Linked DNA regions of Mus musculus: region 2 is linked to region 1. A link is a contact called in public Hi-C data. All regions are on one chromosome and are shown on one strand. The core of a region is the stretch at or near the end of the contact, and the rest is flanking DNA. Distances in the headings are between cores, read along the strand shown.

Evidence for each region. Hi-C and Micro-C count contacts between places; a contact is called where the count stands out from the background.
Region 2: a contact with region 1 is called in a Hi-C map of bone marrow-derived macrophages, with 26 read pairs. The contact joins two enhancer-like sites. A contact is called at or near these places in 5 of 484 Hi-C or Micro-C datasets (bone marrow-derived dendritic cells, bone marrow-derived macrophages, cortical neurons and 2 more) and 2 of 115 datasets of contacts at active chromatin or transcription factors (differentiating embryonic stem cells and fibro-adipogenic progenitors).

Annotation. Positions count from the first base shown.
Region 1 is chr15:67,763,484-67,770,340 of GRCm38.p6, forward strand. No RefSeq gene overlaps it. Among named protein-coding and RNA genes, the nearest start is that of Zfat, 490 kb to the right of the region's middle. Within about 2 kb of position 4,323, at least 6 of the 459 cell types and tissues checked have an H3K27ac peak or open chromatin away from gene starts, as enhancers often do. A contact at or near this core is called in bone marrow-derived macrophages, where this site is marked.
Region 2 is chr15:67,986,754-67,993,413 of GRCm38.p6, forward strand. No RefSeq gene overlaps it. Among named protein-coding and RNA genes, the nearest start is that of Zfat, 270 kb to the right of the region's middle. Within about 2 kb of position 3,053, at least 8 of the 459 cell types and tissues checked have an H3K27ac peak or open chromatin away from gene starts, as enhancers often do. A contact at or near this core is called in bone marrow-derived macrophages, where this site is marked.

The sequences.
Region 1 (6,857 bases), core at 3,073-5,572:
ACTAGTTGATGTGACAAAGAAAATAATGAAACCTCCAGAAGGCATTAAGAATCTCGTGTCAGTCACACAATAGCTGCATGTTTGCTAAAGGCTATCGATGAACTTGAGCTGTGAAACATTGCTCTACGCTTTATGAACAAAGCTGAGGCTGACCTAAGCAGAGATTCAACCTCCCACATGGTTCTTGGAGTGCTACAGGGATGTGCAAAAGAAATCCCAAATAGATAGTGGTGAGGAATGAAGAAAATATGACCTAAGAAATAGGGAGGTCGACTTAATAATGTGAATGGGATGGGTGAGAGAGTTACTGGATCACACTGTGGTGGCTGCCTCAGAAGGTGACCAGGACAATAACTTGACAAATAATACATCAAATATTGCCGAAGATAAAAAGGATGTGAAAGAGACTATGCCGGGGCCTAGCAAACACAGAAGTGGATGATCACAGTCAGCTATTGGATGGGTCACATGGCCCCCAATGGAGGAGCTAGAGAAATTACCCAAGGAGTTAAAGAGATCTGCAACCCTGTAGGTGCAACAACATTATGAACTAACCAGTACCCCGGAGTTCTTGTCTCTAGCTGCATATGTATCAAAAGATGGCCTAGTCGGCCATCACTGCAAAGAGAGGCCCATTGGACTTGCAAACTTTATATGCCCCAGTACAGGGGAACGCCAGGGCCAAAAAGGGGGAATGGGTGGGTAGGGGATTGGGGGGGTGGGTTTGGGGGACCTTTGGGATAGCATTGAAAATGTAAATGAGGAAAATACCTAATAAAAAAATCAAACAAACAAACAAAAAAACTCACAAGAAAAAAAAAAAAAAGAATTGGGAACAAAACACCCATGGAAGGAGTTACAGAGACAAAGTTTGGAGCTGTGCCGAAAGGATGGACCATCTAGAGACTGCCATATCCAGGGATTCATCCCATAATCAGCTTCCAAACACTGACACCATTGCATACACTAGCAAGATTTTGCTGAAAGGACCCAGATATAGCTGTCTCATGTGAGACTATGCCGGGGCCTAGCAAACACATAAGTGGATGCTCACAGTCAGCTATTGGATGGATCACAGGGCTCCCAATGGAGGAGCTAGAGAAAGTACCCAAGGAGCTAAAGGGATCTGCAACCCTATAGGTGGAACAACAATATTATGAACTAACCAGTACCCAGGGGCTCTGGACTCTAGCTGCATATGTATCAAAAGATGGCCTAGTCAGCCATCACTGGAAAGAGAGGCCCATTGGACACACAAACTTTATATGCCCCAATACAGGGGAATGCCAGGGCCAAAAAAATGGGAATGGGTGGGTAGGGAATTTGGGGGGGGGAGGGTATGGGGGACTTTTGGGATAGCATTGGAAATGTAATTGAGGAAAATACGTAATAAAAAATATTTTTAAAAAAGGATGTGAAAGTTAGAGGATATGATGATAAATATTTTCAATTGATTAGGGCATAGGCATACATGATGCTTTGAGAGATAGGTAGATAGACAGACAGATAGATAGATAGATAGATAGATAGATAGGTAGATAGATAGATAGATAGATAGATAGATAGATAGATGTGAAGTGTTTACTATAGTCATGTGTGTTATCACACATATCGCCTAACACGATCATTTTTCAGTGGTAAAAGTACCTAAAGTATTCTTTCTCATCTTATCAACTATCCAGGATACCCAACAATATTGTCAACACATTTAATATTAAATCACTAGTTCTCATTCTACAAAACAGCATCTTTTTACTCATTGGCCTAAGTCCCTCTATTTTTATTACCCATCTGCTTACTTTCATTGTTTACTCTCTCTACATATTCAACCACTTTTTTGTTTGCATAAATGAATATTTTTCTTTTTGTGTATGGGTTTTTTTAGTTAGAAAAATGTCATCTATGTTTATTTGTACTGTTGAAAATGACAGGATCTCATCTTCTAGATAATATTCTGCTGTGTATGTGTTTTCATAAATATGTCCTACCACTCACTAGACTGCCTTTTCCATTTTTGGATCATTCCATTTGCTATGCTGAAACTTTGTCAGTAGATGTCATCCAACTTGTTTACATTTGAGGGTATTTTTTGTTTGTTTGTTAGTACTTGTAGGAAAAAATACCATTAAAGTTGATATAAAGACAACATGACAAAGTTCATGTTATCTTTTAGGATTGTTATGATGTGTGTGTGTGTGTGTGTGTGTGTGTGTGTGTGTGTGTGTGCATATACATGAGGATCATGATGGGTTTTACAGTGATTCTGGCATCAACTCTGAATAGATATGGGCAAGTGAAAGTTCATAGACAAGAAGCTAAGTATCTGTATCCAAAAAGTAGTAATGAAAACATCAGGGCGAAGCAGAATTCTGGCTAGCCCGAACTAACTCTATTGTCACTAATACAGGGTAGGATAATCAGATATCTCCTGAGGAATAATTCAGTATTAGAAGCTTGTCAGATATGATCCAGAATAAAAGATGAGTTCTTGCTACATTTATATAAATCTAGAGGTGGTGCACATACCTTTAATCCCAGCACTCTGGAGGCAGAGGCAGGCGGATTTCTGAGTTTGAGGCCAGCCTTGTCTACAGAGTGAGTTTCAGGACAGCCAGGGCTATACAGAGAAACCCTGTCTCAAAAAAAAAAGAAAGAAAGAAAGAAAGAAAGGAAGGAAGGAAGGAAGGAAGGAAGGAAGGAAGAAAGAAAGAAAGAAAGAAAGAAAGAAAGAAAGAAAGAAAGAAAGAAAGAAAGAAAGAAAGAAAGAAAGAAAGACAGACACAAGTGGGTCTTCAAGAAGATTGGAATATCTATGTGTTAAATAATTTTAGACGTTAAATCTGAGAGGTGCAAGGCTACTAAAGAAAGGATGGAACTATGAAATATAGACTTGGTTGGTTATGGTCAGCAATTTGCAAGACTCATAAAATTGTATGTTATTCACAAAGGGATTTTCTGGAGATGCAATGTTCTCTTGTAATTGACTCCTCATGACCATAGAACATACATCAGGTAGTTTGTTTTCTAATACATGTTCCATGTATGAATAACACTTCTGAGTGCTTATCCAAAGAACTCCAAGTTAAATGATCACAGAGACATGAATATTATTGTTAACAGAAGCACTATCCACAATAGCTAAGTCATATAATCAACATACATGCTTAAAAACAGATGACTGCACAAAGAAAGGGTGGTGTTTCTGCTGGAAGGAGAAATAATAAGTTATATTGTTTACAGGAAAACAGATTCAATAATTAGGTAAACTAAGCAAGTTAAATACTGTATGTTTTCTATTACTTGTATATAGATATCTCTATAGATTTTATATGGGCACATGAAATCATGTATGAATGTTTTATATGAAAGCAGAACTGTCTAGGGTACATATGGAAACTAATAGAGAGGAGTGTTGAAAAGAGGACTAGGGGCCATGGGAGAGATTATTCTCAACATACATATGCTTTTATGAAAATGACATTGTATAATAGATTACCATATACAATGAATATACATTATGAAAATATTAAAATAGATCCTAAATAAATAAAATCAAAAAGAGTCACATGTTTTGTTTTGTTTTGTTTTGTTTGTCAAAGGAAAATATACCTGCTTGAAGCCCTGCACAAAAGCTGAGGTGACCAACAAAATGGAAAGTTCAAATCTCCAGCCGGGCGTGGTGGCACACGCCTTTAATCCCAGCACTCGGGAGACAGAGGCAGGCAGATTTCTGAGTTCGAGGCCAGCCTGGTCTACAAAGTGAGTTCCAGGATAGCCCAGGGCTACACATAGAAACCCTGTCTTGAAAAAACAAAAAAAAGTCTCAAATCCCCTACATAGGAGATGGCTTCACTATCCATTTTTCATCTTTCCAAGGGAGCACACATGCACATATTTCTGTTGTGGAAAAGCCAGAGAGACTGTTATATCTGTGACACCTCTTTGTCCCCTGTTGATCCTACCACTTTTACTCACATCTCCCAATTCCCTACAGACAACCCCTTTATCATCTGCTTTATGTACATGTAAACATTGCACTTTCATTTGCGGTCAACTCTTTAGCTGCCATGACTCCCACTGAAAAGCAGAGACCCTTTTATATGAAACTCCCAAGATAATATTGGGCCTTCAATATTCAGTGTACAATACAACTCTCTGGAAGGTCATCTTCTAGGTGTTGTCTGAGTTGCTTAGTGTTGCTGGGACAGAGTGCCCCGTCCAAGTGATTTATAGGACAAGAGATTTATGTATCCTAGCAGTCTTCAGGGACAGTTCACTATGGTCGGAAAGGCATAAATGCAGAAACAAGATGCATGTGCAATCCAAAAAGGAGAACTTACTGAGGAAGTCTAGTGACAAACTCACCCCCACTGCCACTCCTGTAGTGATCCACTTTTTCTAGCAAGATTCCACTTCCTATTAAGTTCCAGAGCCTTCCCAAACAGCATCACCAGCTGGGGACCAAGCCCTCAAACACGACCCTGTTGAAGACATCTCATATTCAAACTGTAATTAGTATTATTCTATGTGTTATGGGTTTTCCTTGGGGGCATTTTTGTATTAAATCATTAACTTCTGACCATCCTGTCTTTATTTAATCGCATATGTGTTCATTATCACACCAAGAGGGGAAGTACTCTGCTCACTACTATTTCTCCTTGATAATCACTCTCATTTACCTAGCCCTTCCTTACTGCAAACTTTCCTCCTGATGATCACCGGCTTTCTATTCCCACTGGTGTTCATGAATGTGGATTATAGGTACAGAGAGACTCCTGATAACATTGCCTGTAAATAGAGATGGCTTGGAACAGGCACAGGGAAAAGGGGGTGGTGGAGGAAAATGGTTTAAAATCTAAAGGAAAAGCCCATGTTTAATAATCTCAATCACAAGGTAGGAAAGTGAACTTCTTTCTTGGGTCTAATTATTCTTTTATAACTTCCATCTTTGCAAACAATCCCGATCACTTGTACTTTCTTCTTTTATATTCTTTCCTTGAATTACTTTACCTTTCTGCTAAAATCAAGTGTAGCCTATGATATCCTGCAGTTTACATACTTCTGCAATCCAGTTATTCATTCTTTGATTAACTATGTTCCTTCCAGAGAAGATTCCAGCGGCCTTGAAATGAAACATATCTTTTTGTTTGCTACCATCATCAGCTTAGGGCTTGCTTGTTTCTTCAGCTCTTGCTCTTTGATGAATATCTCTTTTTCTTCTCCTACTTTCTCCTGGCCTGACACTTGCCTGCTTTGGAATGCACTAAGGTCTGTGAAGACACCATAATTCTGTCTCCAATTGGTTGAATAACTCTGGAACTGTTTTATGTGTGTGTGTGTGTGTGTGTGTGTGTGTGTGTGTGTGTGTGTGTGTGTGTGTGTTGAAAAAATCTATCTATCTATCTATCTATCTATCTATCTATCTATCTATGTTGAAAACTTTTGGTGCTGCTTGATTACTTTCTTGTGTGATCTCTTTGTTTACTACTATGCTTGATGACTTTGTCTTTGATCTAAGAACTGGCCATGTTCTTTGGCTGTACCTAGAGTGATATAAAAGCAGGCTGGGAAGTGGATGCTCACATGGATGGATCACAGGGCTCCCAATGGAGGAGCTAGAGAAAGTAGCCAAGGAGCTAAAGGGATCTGCAACCCTATAGGTGGAGCAACATTATGAACTAACCAGTACCCCGGAGCTCTTGACTCTAGCTGCATATGTATCAAAAGATGGCCTAGTCGGCCATCACTGGAAAGAGAGGCCCATTGGACACGCAAACTTTATATGCCCCAGTACAGGGGAACGCCAGGGCCAAAAAGGGGGAGTGGGTGGGTAGGGGAGTGGGGGTGGATGGCTATGGGGGACTTTTGGTATAGCATTGGAAATGTAAATGAGCTAAATACCTAATTAAAAATGGAAAAAAAAGCAGGCTGGGGAAAAATAAAGCTGGTTCAGCCTCAGCACTGGCTGGAGTCAGGTTATAGTTTTGTCTAATTATCTTTTTCTTTTCAATCCTCCCTCCCTCCCTTGAGTCCCCGTTGACTAACTGAGATGCCTTGGATATCTATAGATGTAGATATATATATATATATATATAGATAGATAGATAGATAGATAGATAGATATAGGTATAGGTATAGGTATAGGTATAGGTATAGGTATAGGTATAGATATAGATATAGATATAGATATAGATATAGATATAGATATAGATATAACATATGTATACACACACATATATATTTATATCCATCCAAAATATATATGTATATACACATACATATATATCTTTACTTAAATAATTTATATTAAATATTTATATATTTCAGGAACTTCCATCATTTGAGAAGAAGAGACTTGATGAACTATAATATAAACCATATAGTTTCCAAGAAGTAAACTGCAAAGCCCATGCTTTGTCTGTCCAAGCTATGGAGAGATATAGAGGCAGCATCACTGGAGAGCCTGCTCATTCATTATCACTTAGATTATTTCTTGGGTCCCAGATAAATCTTACAAAAGCTGCCTACCATGCAGAGTCTAAAGAAGAAAACTGCAAAGCCCAAGCTTTGTCCTTCCCAGCTATTGAGACAGCATCACTGTAGAGCCTGCTTATTCCTCATCTCTTACATAGTTTCTTGGGTCCCCGATAAATCTTACAAAGGCTGCCTACCATGCAGAGTATAAGAGGTGAGATAAACACCTCCACTGTGTCCTCAAGGAAGTGCTATATTCAGAAAGATTGCTCTGTGCTGCTGAGAAATAGGTGCCAGAGGAGACAGAATTATTTTTCTTTCTCTCTCTCAATACATAACCACTGTTACTTCTCCTGTAACTGAAGCATAACAAGGACCTGACA
Region 2 (6,660 bases), core at 1,803-4,302, 220 kb after region 1:
TCAATTTCATCTTTTGCTTCATTGAAATATTACCCAGTCACCCATTAACAGTCATCTGCAGACATAGCCAAGTAAGGTCTTCCTAAAGCAATTTCTGTATCAAGCAACCAAAACACTGGGTATGTTGGGGTGGAGGGGATCCCTCAAATATTTAAAGACCATTCAAATTAAATTCATGGAGAATGAAAGGCTAAGGAGCATTTATTCAAACACAATGTGCCTCAGTATAAGGGTTTTGTACCATAATTTTGTACCTCATCCTCTGTGCAGCTCTGTAGTCATGTTTAAAATCAATCATGTAGAACCATGTACTGGCTGGTTTTGTGTGTCAACTTGGCACAAGCTGGAATTATCACAGAGAAGGGGGCCTCCCTTGAGGAAATGCCTCCATGAGATCCAGCTGTAAAGCATTTTCTCAACTAGTGATCAAGGGTAGGAGGGCCCATTGTGAGTGCTGCCATCCCTGGGCTGGTAGTCCTGGGTTCTATAAGAGAGCAAGCTAGGGGAAGCAAGCCAGTAAGTAACATCCTTCCATAGCCTCTGCATCAGCTCCTGCTTCCTGACCTGCTTGAGTTCCAGTCCTGATTTCCTTTGGTGATGAACAGCAACATGAAAGTGTAAGCTGAATAAATCCTTTTCTCTCCAACTTGCTTCTTGGTTATGATGTTTGTGCAGGAGTAGAAACTCTCACTAAGACAAACCATGAAAAGGTTACAGCCCCTCAGCCAGAGCAGATGACAGGGCTATTCTTCCTAAAGGCTCCATTCACAGGTGTTCCTTGTTATTGGACATGCTTGGCAGGTCCCTGTATATCCTGACTCACAAGATTTGTCTTTACTTGAGCTAATGCAAATCCCTCAGTTTGAACAGACCTTTTACCTCACTGAAATTGCCGAAAGCAGTCAGGGGAGCCCGTGAGTAGTGGACTGGGACTCTGCAGTTTGAACAAGAAGGAAAAAGAGAATGGAGAAATGGGAAAGGAGGCTGAGAAGTCTGAGGACGAGCATGAACATATCAAGATAAGCATAACTGATATTCCCGAAAGAGAGGCAAAAGAGAGGGGCAAAAGAACCTTGAAACAATGATAGGCATGCCTAAAACCCGACGAAAAACCTTTAGCATCACATTTGAGAAGTTTGACTAATTCTAAACAAGGTAAATTCAAAGAGAGCCACATCCACACACATCCAGTAAGTAACATCCTTCCATAGCCCCTGCATCAGCTCCTGCAGCCAAGATGACAGGAGACAAAGTCTTGAAAACAGAAAAAAGAAATCTGCTCATTAACACAACGCCCAGAATCACGGACACAATTTCGAAAAAGAACAAAGTTGGACAACTCTCATCTCTGTCAGAACTTACTGTAAAGCTAGTTATGTCAATGGTGTGAGACTGGGGGTGGGTGGGAGAGACTGACAAGTCTGGAAATAAATCTTCATATTTACAGTCAACTGGTTTTGGAAAAAAAAAAACTGCCATTTACAGTCACTGAGTAATAGGTAATCCGGGATAATTAGATATCTTATGGATAAAAATGAGCTTAGACTTTTCACACTCATATCCAAATATGACTCAAAATGATTCAGAAGCTTGAATGAGATCAACTTCTAAAAGCAGCATAGGACAGTTCTACAGAGATAGCTCAGTGGTTAAAATACTTGTTGCTTAAGCATGAGTACCTGAGTTCAGATTCCTAGCACCCAGGTAAAAACCCAGGTGTGACAGTGCATGCCCATTATCCCTAAACTGTGAGGTATAGACACACGTGTGTGTGTGTGTGTGTGTGTGTGTGTGTATGTATGTATGTGTGTGTGTGTGTGTATACATATACATATACATATACATATACATATACGCATACGCATACGCATACGCATACGCATACGCATACGCATACGCATACGCATACGCATACGCATACGCATACGCATATATACATATATACATATACATATACATATACATATATATATATATATATATATATATATATATATATATAGCTTTGAGACAAGTTCTCACTATGTCGCCTTGGCTATCCTGAAACTCACTATACAGACAAGACTGGTCTAGGACTCAAAGAGATCTCCCTGCATCTGTCTCCCAAGTGCTGGGACTAAAAATAAATATGCCTACCTGACAAATATTTTAATTTCAAATGACTGTTGTAAGTAAATAAGCATATAAAACAATTGACTGGTAGAAAATATTTGCAAAATTCATACTCAAGAAAGGACTCATACCCATAATTTTCAAAAACGACATATATCCTATAACACAAAACAATCAAAGGATGGGAAAATTATGCATAGAAGTGTCATCAGTTATGAAATGGCTAATTTATACATTGCAGGTGCTAATATAGGGATATGAACAAAACCACAGCAAAATACATTCCCACAGAGAGTAAGTATAATACAGGAAAAGGATTAAAGCTGAATTCTGAAGACGTAGAAACATGGGTAATAGCACATCACCAGTGATAAGGACGTTGTGCAAACACTTTGGAAAACATTCCAGCAGTTTCTAGAATGTTAGACACGGACCTGAGAGGAGCCACTGATCTACTCTTAGTTCTCTATTCAAGGGCAAGGAAAATGTTGAATAGCATGTGAATATTCACTGCAGTCTTGTTCAAATAGAAAAAGTTTCAAGTAAGCTATGTGTCTATTAATTGTGGGATAGATCACTGAAGTGTAATGTATTCACTAAAGTGAATAGGATTTAGCAATAAGGAATTGAGATGGCTCATTGAGTAAAAACAGATGACACCAGACCTGACAAGTCCCCAGAACCCGCATGATGGAAGAACAAAAGCTGTCTCCTTCCTGCAACCAGTCTTCCAAACTCCACATCCATACACATCGAGACATGCATGTGTATACACACATAAGAAATAAATTAATAAGAAAACAACTTTAAAATGCAATAATGATGCATGCCACAGCACCAGATGAGGTTCATTTTCATGACATTAAGTGAAATAAGCCAGATACAAAAAGCCTCATATTACGTAATTCTGTAAAAGAAACTCAAGAATAAGCAAAATACAGAACCAAAAATAAAGTGCTGGTTGCTTGGAGCTGTGGTTGGAAACATGGATTAATATAGACACATGTGATCTTGTCGTACGGATAAAAAAAATGTCTTGAAATTGATTTACAGTGATGGCTGCATTTGGCAAGGTTACTAAATATAATTGAATTGTATATTCAAGCTGAGTGAATTTAATGTTATATAAATAAAATTCAATAAGCCTATTAAGAAACAATAAGCCAAAACAGCAGTGTTATGGACTGAATGTTCACATATCCCAACATGGCTGCAATTGTATCTGACCCCTGGGAGGTAATTAGATAATGAGTGTGGAATGTTGGTGAATGAGAGCTTCCCTGCCTCCCCCTCCATACTTTCTTCCATGTAATGATAGCTGTCTGCCATGCAGAAGAAACCCTTCCCACAAGCCCCACACCACCAGCATTTGCCATGTCAAATTTGTGACCAATGACTTTGGTCTCCAGGACAGTGAAAAATTAAACCTGAACAAACCAGCCTCTTGCCATTCTTTAAAACAGCTGAGCTGACTAAAAGATAAAATGTGGATGGAAGGGAGACTGGGTCAGAGTGTTTGCTGTGCAAGCTTGGGAACCTGAGTTCAAATCCCCACCACCCATTTAACAGGTCAATGTAGCTGTACCCATATCCCCAGTATTGAGGGGTATGGGAAGCAGAGACAGGAGGATTGTTCAGCTTGCTGGCCACCAGCCTTGTTCCAGATTCATCAAGAGACCCTACCTTCAAGGAGTGATAGAGGGGTAGATCTGGACACTCAACACACCCTCTCCTGGCCTCCATATGTCCAGAGGCTATGCACACACATGGGTATACATCATATATATATCTCACACAAGTAAAATGAAATATCAAATATCAACACATGTTTAAAACAGAGAACAGTCTGGAATGCAAACTTTTGCTTTCTTTAAGTTTGAAATATCTCACATTTTCCAATTTTAACAATAAATCGGTAAAGATGTTTACTACTTGAGACACAAGGTTGTCCATGGGGCTGTATCTTGCCATGACTGGAAAGTACTTCTGAGGTAGCTATATCATTGTTATTGTTGCTTTATGAGTTATCGAAAATCTATGCTTGGTAATTGCTTTAGTGGTTTTTACTCATCTTCAGCAATACTTGACTTATAACTGGGCTCAGAGGAGATCACTGTCAGCTTAAATCAGTGCCTTCTCTTCTCCCAGATCCAATGAGAGAATTTCCACAGATACCTTAGCCACTCAAGAGTTTCTTCCTGAGAATGCTGAATCTTCTAATTAGAAAATATTGCTGTCATAGTGAATAGATACGGTGATGTGAGATGAACAAGAGGAACCAGGAGATAAGCAGACTCATTTGCTCAGTGATTCTCTTATCCACGCAGTCCCCTCTCAGCCACTGATAACCAAAGCTTACTCCCACAAGTGCAAATTATTCTTTCTACAAACCTTGGGTCAAATTCAACATTTTCATGAATTAGTAATAATATCCTTTTACACGCATTGATTCCCTAGAAGTGTAATGGGATAGCAGAAAATGTGATTATCATGGTATTGCAATTTTGTTTTCTGATGAAGAAATGTAGACACAGGATACAAGCTAGGCTAAGGCTCATCAATATTCCCAGTATGCATGTAGCAGAACCAGAAAAAAAAATCTGCTCTGTTGTGTGTTAAGATCAGGCTACAGAAGAATGTGTAGACCAGGATATTATTCATTTTGACATTAGACATGTACAGATAACACAGAAATACATATTCAAAACTACTTTCCAGATCTTCACCACCAAGGCCTGGCCTTCTCCGTAGTCTTCATTGTTTCTGTAAATGGAAACTGTCCCTCTAGCCATTCAAGACAGAGTTTCAACCCTCCCTGGGCTTCCTGTTTTCCCTCCCATCCCCACTACATCAGCATACATGACTGTCTATCTTTTGACATCGTCCAGAAATTCACCATATCTCAATAGACACATCCCCTTTCAATAGCCATTGCCTCAAGTATTCACAATGGATCTTCTAACATACCCCATGTCTGCCTAAAACCTGACAGCAACTCAGTCACTAGTTAATTAAACCCTCCGGGTTTACTGCATCCTCCAAGACCTATGTTAGAAAGCCCCACCTCTGGGAGCTCCCCTTCTGCTTCTCTCTAATGTTCCCTCTACCCCTCCCCTAGACCTTCATGAGACTTATCAAACATGCATGCACACACACACACACACACACACACACACACACACACACACACACATACACACATGCACGCATGCACACGCCACTGCACTATCTCACCTCCCCAGGTTTCAGATAAGGTTCCTCCATCTATTTTTTCACACAACGTCTTTCAGGTGATTATTATTCCATCAAAACCCAGAGCATTCATATGCCCTTGAGCCATGTTTTCTAAAGCAATATTTTTAGGCTTGGTCTCTTGATCTCCCCAGGGGCACATCAAGTCAACCAGGATATAAGCAGTGTGAATGAAGAATCAAAGGCACTGACAACCTCTCCCTGCTACACAATCTGGGATTAGCCGAAGACCTTTCCATCACTGCCTCATCGGAGAGCCACTTTAGTTACTTCCCCATTGTGTTTTATGAATACTTTGGTATCTGGCATTCAGCTCTACCAGGATCCTACCTTCTTGTCAAGAGTAGCTTTAGCCTTTAGAGTGATAGTCATGACTGAGTCTGCACTGTTAACCCCTGTCCTACTGAAGCAAGCCATCCTGTTGTATCAGGAAGTCACATACTGCTGAGTTATTACCAACATTCAGTGAGTGTTATAGTTGCAGGATGATGTGATGTTATGGGCACATAGAACATGGGGTGTCTTAGTCAGGGTTTCTAATCTTGCACAAGCAACATGACCAAGAAGCAAGACGGAGAGGAAAGGGTTTTTTTCAGCTTACACTTCCATGTTGCTGTTTATCACCAAAGGAAGTCAGGACTGGAACTCAAGCAGGTCAGGAAGCAGGAGCTGATACAGAGGCCATGGAGGGATGTTACCTACTGGCTTGCTTCCCCTGGCTTGCTCAGCTTGATTTCTTATAGAACCCAAGGCTACCATCCACAATGGGCCTTCCCAACCATGATCACTAATTGAGGAAATACCTTTCAGCTGGATATCATGGAGGCATTTCTTCAAGGGAGGCTCCTTTGGAGGCTCCTTTCTCTGTGATAACCCCAACTTGTGCCAAGATAACACACAAAACCAGCCAGTACATAGAGCCACACCTGGTATTTATTTTGTATATACATACATGGGAATAGTGTGTAATGTGTGTCTGTGTGTGTGTCTGTGTGTGCACATGAGTAGGTGTGCACCCCTGTGTTTGTGTGGGGACCAAAGGTGCATGTGAGATATTCTGCTCCATCACTCTCTGAGGTCTTCTCCTCTGCTATGTTTTAAATATATACTCTGTAGATTTTTTTACCCAGTAGAAAATAAAATTATAAGTTATTTTAATCAGAGGGGACTTGAAGGATGAAAAATGAGAAGGACAAGGGTAGCTCTTCAAGTAGTGGGAAAACGAAGCAGCATGAAGGAATAAGAAAGAAAACCGTGACAAATGCCATATATACTTTGGTCAGAATGTGTGTCCCC